Linked DNA regions of Sus scrofa: region 1 is linked to region 2. The links are chromatin contacts, called in public HiChIP or PLAC-seq maps. All regions are on one chromosome and are shown on one strand. Each heading gives the region's core, a stretch centred on a gene start, on an enhancer-like site or on the middle of the called end of the contact. The rest is flanking DNA. Distances are from core to core; before and after follow the strand shown. Region 1 overlaps LOC106505720 (a long non-coding RNA gene). Region 2 has its middle 82 kb from the start of MME.

The links. HiChIP or PLAC-seq counts read pairs in DNA pulled down with a chosen protein or histone mark.
Region 1: an H3K27ac HiChIP or PLAC-seq map of skeletal muscle shows a contact between it and region 2, with 4 times the contacts expected there. The contact joins two enhancer-like sites. A contact is called at or near these places in 1 of 47 Hi-C or Micro-C datasets (epiblast stem cells) and 1 of 2 datasets of contacts at active chromatin or transcription factors (skeletal muscle).

The regions. Positions count from the first base shown.
Region 1 is chr13:95,257,807-95,261,372 of Sscrofa11.1, forward strand. All of the region lies in intron 1 of LOC106505720 (a long non-coding RNA gene), which reads right to left. Among named protein-coding and RNA genes, the nearest start is that of MME, 240 kb to the left of the region's middle. Within about 2 kb of position 1,630, at least 1 of the 83 cell types and tissues checked has an H3K27ac peak or open chromatin away from gene starts, as enhancers often do. A contact at or near this core is called in skeletal muscle, where this site is marked.
Region 2 is chr13:94,935,139-94,938,515 of Sscrofa11.1, forward strand. No RefSeq gene overlaps it. Among named protein-coding and RNA genes, the nearest start is that of MME, 82 kb to the right of the region's middle. Within about 2 kb of position 2,058, at least 5 of the 83 cell types and tissues checked have an H3K27ac peak or open chromatin away from gene starts, as enhancers often do. A contact at or near this core is called in skeletal muscle, where this site is marked.

The sequences.
Region 1 (3,566 bases), core at 380-2,879, 320 kb after region 2:
TAATTTAACAATATTAATACAAAGCAATATTTCCTTTTAAAATTACAAACTAGAAGAATCTGAAACTAACATCTAATATGAGGGCATCTACAAATTTTATTTTAAACAATATATGTCTCACTATAATAAAATTTGATGGTTGGCTAACCAGATTTTTAAGCACTGTTTCTAAAATAAAAGTAAATATTGAGTATATATACTCATTTATTTAATATCTTTGACTTTTCATGCTCCTATCTATATTAGCTAATATGACCCATGTTTCTTTTCTAATTCATTTTTTAAAATTTCTTCTTTGTGAATTTTTTAGTTGCTTGAATTTTAAAATAAAAAACATGCGATATTTACACAAATTACAGAATTATTCTTATAAAATTAATGTAAAATCAAATGTTGGCTTTTTCTATCTACCATTCTAACAAGGAAGAGAGAGAAAACAGCAATAATGATCAACAGCTTGTTTTAATTTGACTTTTTGACATCTTTAGAGATATTTTTAAAGCAGTTATTTCCATATGCTTCCTTTTAAAAAATAAAAAAAGAAAAAAGAAAAGGCTAACTTAAACATTATTAGTCTTGCATAATACCCCAAATGTCAACAATGTGGAATTTTCCAAGCCCAATAAGCGAGAAAATAAATTTTAACATCATCAGCAGGTAAGTTAAATTACCAGGTAACCATCTTCTCAACTGCCTATATTGGCATTGTTCTGATATTAACTATTGCATTTAGTTTAGCTGTGAATAGCATATTGTTCAAAAATAACCAGTTTCAATAACTTCTATGATATTTTCCTCTTCATTCCTTTCTGAATGCCAACATTCCTCTCACTAGTGGATTATGATATGCCAAGGAGTCCATCATCAGTGTAGAGTAAAAGTAGAGATAGAATGTGGTCATAATGAAATTGCTGTATTCCATCGCTGTGGTGATAAAAATGCAGGGTGCCTCATAAATATTTTTGACCCGTTTGCTTACAGAGATGGAAGTATTTATGGTTTGGAAGTCTCTGGCTATAAAAATGCATTCCAGTTTATTCTATGCTATCAAATAGCCTTTTGTTAGAGTAAAGTATTATGGGTAAGTTATTACTGGGAAATCTGCCTTTAGAACATTAGTAATGCAATAAATTCCATCCAGTCCATCTAGGCTATTTTGGGCAGAACTATGTCTAAATGAGCCAACTGCATTTCACCAAAGATATTATATTCTATTCAGAGGCTCATATGTGATCTTTGTGGTCTTTGTTTTTTTGAGATTAATAAAAGCAGAAATAGCCATGATAGGAGCTTCTCTTATTTAGAGAATTTCAATCAAAAGATGACATAAAAAATTCACTGAATCAGAATGTATAGTTAAACCAAGTAACTGAACTCATATTTGTTAGCTACTGAATCACATTGCAGCTCGTGAAAAAGGCATGTGAAATCCATGAAAATATTTTTCTCTCTTGAATCCCATGCATTTGAAGTTTATAATAAATACTTTCAAATGTCTACAAGCACTGTGGAATCATAAGTCTTTGGCTGTATCTTGTTTGTTTTGTTTCCAAGTTAGACTGGAAACATGTTGCTCTAAGGGACTGGGTAATCACAAGAAGCAGTTCAGCTTTGGAGTCAGATGTCCTGGGACTGAACAATGGCTGCCACTTAAAAGCTGTGTGGCCTTGGACAAGTTAGAAAGCAATCCTGTGCCTCACTGTCCTGCTCTGGGACAGGCAGACAATAAAAGTATTTGTTTTGTGAGGATCAAATTAGTGTTTGCTACTATTATCATCAGTCTCCTTCTGTGTGTTCTCACACACAGCATCCTGCAGAATGATGGCACCACAGGAGACCCTTGGTTTTATTATGGGATAAATCAGCCACAGTAGACTTTATGTGAGATAGGGGCATGTAGTGGGAGCCTAGTATGGGCAGGGGGCGAAGGGGAGGCAGAGATTGGGAGTCTGAGAGAACTGAAAATCCAGTTAGAAGTATTCCCTTCGCTCAGTAATTAAGTCCTGGTTTTTTCATCCATAAAATGGTGTCAAGAAAATGAGCTTAAAAGATCATTGGAATCATTTGCACTATCAAAATATTGGGCACTCAATAAAATGATAGCTATTACTAACTAATACTATAGTGCTCCCAGAATACCTTTGACACCAAATGTATGAAAGTTTTTCCCACACCAACCAGCTCTCCAACGCTTGTGTCTTACAGTTTAATTCTGACACTAACCACCTGGAGTTAGGGAAGCCCCCACACGTTGAGGGCTCAGCTCAGTCTTGCTAGACTAACCCCACTTCAGATGCCAACTGCAAGTCTGGGCTTTCTATACTTTGGTTTAACTAGCTATAAATGAACGGTTCTCATGACCCTGGAGTTTGCCAATTTTCTAGAATGGCTAACAGAATTCAGGAAAACAGTTTACTTACTATTACTTGTTTATTAAAAATCTTATAATTCAGGAACAGCCAATGGAAGAGGGACATAGAGCAAGTTATGGAAGGCAGCACAGATTTTCCATGCCCTCTTTCAGCACATTGATGAGTTTACCAACCTGAAATCTCTCTGAACTCAATCAGCTATGATTTTCTGAAGTTTTTATTACTTCTTTCCATATACATGACTCATCAAAACATTGGCCAATGGTGATTGACTCAATCTTCCCTCTCCTCTCCCTGGAGATCAGGTGGTAGGACTGAAAGTTGGTTTCTCTAGCAATGAGGCCACATCCTCCAAGAATCACCTCATTAGCATAAACCCAGGTATAGTTGAAAGAAGATGGTTATGAATAACAAACAATGTTCCCCACTCCCTTATCACTCAGGAAATGCTAAGGGATTTAGGAGCTCTGTGCCAGGAACTGTTAAGACCAAATATACTTATTATATCACAATATCCCAATAACACGTGCAGGATGATGCCAAAAAGAAGGATGATGCTGATCTACAGACATGATTTTACCACATTTTGTAAATGTCTACGGTGTGCAAGACTCTTTGCTGGTGAGATGGATGGAGATAGAGGAAAGACAGGACTTTTGTGGCTTGTGCTCTGTCAAGAAGTAGGATTTTAAAAAGATGATGAAATAATGTTATACAAAAGCACTGTCAAATGGCAAACTAAAGCAATTTAGTCATAAGTTTGATGTCCTTTATTCAAGAAAAAAACAGTCCCACTCTTCCCATGGGTTTGGGACAAGAGTGAGTTTTATGGAACACTAGAAGTGGCAGAGAGGAGAAAGGGCTAATTGGCTGGGGTTGAATATCTGACCTTATCTAGAAAGATCAAGGAACCAGGAAATAAGTACAAAACCCAGAGTTAGCTTGGCATTTGGGCAGTGGCTGACTGGATGTACTATGTTTCTAGTCAAGCAAAGCATTTACAGGAATGCAAAAGGGCAGTTTGCTGACACAGCAACGTGGGGGAATGCTGACCCATCTTGGGCCTAGAAATATATTTCAACAACATAAAATTTTCAAAAGTGACCCCTCAATAAGTAGAAAAACGTAGATATAGATCAATAAACATAGTGTAGGAAGCCATGGCCAGGCCTGTTTCATCAAAATCTTAAGTAA
Region 2 (3,377 bases), core at 808-3,307:
TACCAGAGAGTATAGGTCTTGGCTATACCACATCTTCACCCTTCCTACCCGTCTTACTGTGGTTCCTTCTTTATATCTTTAGTTGTGAAAAATCTTTCTCCTAGTCTTCAGGCCATTTTCATAGATAGTTGCTCTGTAAATAGTTGTAATTTTGGTGTGTCCGTGGCAGGAAGAGAGCTCAGGGTCTTAATAATCTGCCATCTTGGCCACATCCTCCCTGTTCTTCACTTCCTTTTATGACTTTTTTTTTTTTTTTTTTTTTAGAGTCACATCTGCAGCATATGGAAGTTCCAAGGCTAGGGGTCGAATAGCAGCTGAAGCTGCTGGCCTTTGCCACAGCCATAGCAATGTTGGATCTGAGCCACATCTATGATTTCTGCCGCAGCTCACAGCAACACCAGATCCTTAATTTACTGAACAAGGCCAGGGGTTGAACCCACATTCTCGTGGATACTAGTTGGGTTCATTACCACTGAGCCACAAAGGGAACTCTCTTCACTTCCTTTTAACAGACTACCTCTACCCTTAGCATAACCCTAGGTTGTCCAATATAGTAGCCACTAACAATATGTGGGTATTTAATACTTGAAATATGACCAATCCATATTAAGAGGTACCATAATTGTAGAATATTCATCAAACTTTAAAAATGTAGTGCAAATATAAGATATTAATAATTTTAAAATCATTGATTGCATTTGAATGATAAAGTTTTTGACACACTCAATTAATAAAATATTAAAATTAATTTCACATGTTGCTTTTCCCTTTTTTTAAGGGAACTACTAGAAAATTTTAGCTCTCCTTAGTGCTTGACATTATATTTTCATTGTACAGTGCTGGTGTGGCCTCTTCACAGTTGCAAGTTAGGTTATTTTGCCTGGAACTATACTATACTAGCACAGTAAGTGTCTTAAACTTTCTTTCTGTACAAATCCTTGGCGTCTTAAAAGCTTGTTAGAGGGGGAAAAAAAATGTGGAAATACTTAATGTGGTCCAAACAATGTATTTATTTTTTAGCACTTATTTAGAACAAACTGTTGAATATTTTGGAAATTTAAGGTTAACATGGAGTAGTTTGATTATTGTCATGTGGTTTCTCTACCATTAGTTCCTTAAATAGTACTCATTTGTAGGCAAAATAAATGATAAATTCTTGTAGTTTAGTGTCCTGTATGCAATGTGAGGAAAGTAAAAACTACATACTTTATAATAGCCAACTCTAGAAAAAAGTACTTAAGGCCTCTGTGGCAGCAGCAGTTTTGAGGAATTAAAAAAATAATATCACCAAAGGAATTTTTAGTTAGTAAGTTTTTAAATACTTATTTAGTAATATTTACATCAGTGGCATGCCAAGGTTGGTGCAAACACTTGGGTGAGAATAAAAATTAAGTTCTTATATATTTGTTCATTAGAGTAAACAACCTTCAAAATTCTTCTTTTATTTATTTACTAAATATTTTTCCATATGTAAGTTTGCTTTCTTTTGGATTCCTGATATCAATACTCTGAAAACCACTGACATCAGTTAATCTCAATCATTAGAAGTCTTCTACATCAAGCAGTTCACAGTACATTTTCAGGTTGAATACAGAGGTCATTTTCTTCCACTATCAATGCTAATAGGCCACCCATTCCAATTAAATGCAATGAGCATTGGTGGTATAGTAGCGAGCATAGCTACCCTCCAATTAAATGCAGTAAAAGAGAAGGATTTCTCAGTGGTTGAGTGTCTTGTTTCAACAGAGATGTAAGGCTATCTCTTCTTTGTGTCATCTGAAAAGGCTTAGATGAAATGAGGAGATATTCTGTCACAGCTGAAAATGAAAGTTAAGTCTGAAAAGAATGCAAGAGTAGAGATATTAGCAAAAGAAAACAGCAAGTTCAGGGGCCATTTTCAAAGTAGAGGGATCACTAGAAGTGTAGAAGAAAAGGAGGCACACTTGTCTCTTTAAAAAGAGAATGAGAAAGTGTCAATTCTCAGAGATGAGTTCTTAACCCCAGACAGCTGTGAGCAATTTGTCAACTGCTCTGAAGTGTGGCAGAGTCAACCCCTGGGTCTCAGCCATGTGGATTGGATACTGGTTTCCATGAGACTGAACACACAAGAGGACACTTCTGCCTCAAGGACATCCTAGTTGTCATTGTGATCCATAGATTATCTAAACAGTAGAAGAGTAACTTACAAATTAAATGAACTAGACTAATAGGCACCCTGGGTGCATGAAAAAAAATCAGACCAGCAAAAACTAGCAAATAAAAGAGTTCATATGGCATGGTAGAAAAATCACAGCTATTTGCCATGGCTCTGAAATTTAATGTGTCACCTTAGGCAACTCATTTAACTTCTGTGAATCTTCTATAAAATGGAAGTGATGCACATGGGATATACAGAAACCACGCTACTTAAAGTTTCTGGGACATGATAGGTCCTTAATATATGGTGGTATCTCTCTACAAAAGTAAACTGTAGCAGTAAATGCACTAATAAAACTTAGAAAGGGGATTATTTTCTTCACTCTTACAAATCTTTATGTTTTGTTAGGACAGCAATCTAGAAACTTTTCAGGCTCCTGCTTTGCTCCTCGTGTTTCCTTAAATCAGACAAAGACTGATAGAGCTAAGCTTTGGTATCCATGTGGCCCCTGAGTTATAGCATTCCTCAACACCTATCTTGATCAGTCCCTAGACCTTATCCTCTGCTTTGGATTTTATTCTTAAATTATTCTGACCTTGAGTCCTAGTGTCATCCCCTACTCATGCTCAGTGACAGGGGAGCTACACTCCCATGTTACCTCCCATGATCATTCCATGCACCCATAGAAGGATTGTCCAAAAGAGTACCAACCAAGTACTGAAAGCATTTCTATTGGACTCTAAATGCCCAGTGGAAACCCCCAGAGCAGAGTGAGTCTCCAATCATAGGTAAGTTAGCCACTCCCTCGAAAGGCCAGGCTGTCTTGGCTTTATGTTTGGTGCAAGTTCTGTTGTCCCAGGGCCCATCCCAGCTATCCAGTGAATATATCCTTCCTATCTATAGCCAGTCTTAAAAACAAAGCTCCTTGTGAGTTCTTGCTGTGATGCAATGGGTTAAGAATCTGACTGCAGCAGCTCGGGTTGCTTCAGAGGCATGGTTCGATCTCCAGTGGGGCGAAGTGGGTTAAGGATCCACTGTTGCCACAGCTGCAGTGTAGGTCATAGCTGTGGCTTAGATTCAATCCCTGGCATGGAAACTTCCAAATGCTGGGCATGCAGCTATTAAAAATAAATAAATAGATAAGCCTCCAGGATATGTAAACAGAATACATGCTATATTTAATTCAATTTTCCTTACAATTCTAAACTTAAAGTTGACTTAATCTTGTAGAGTTGAGGTG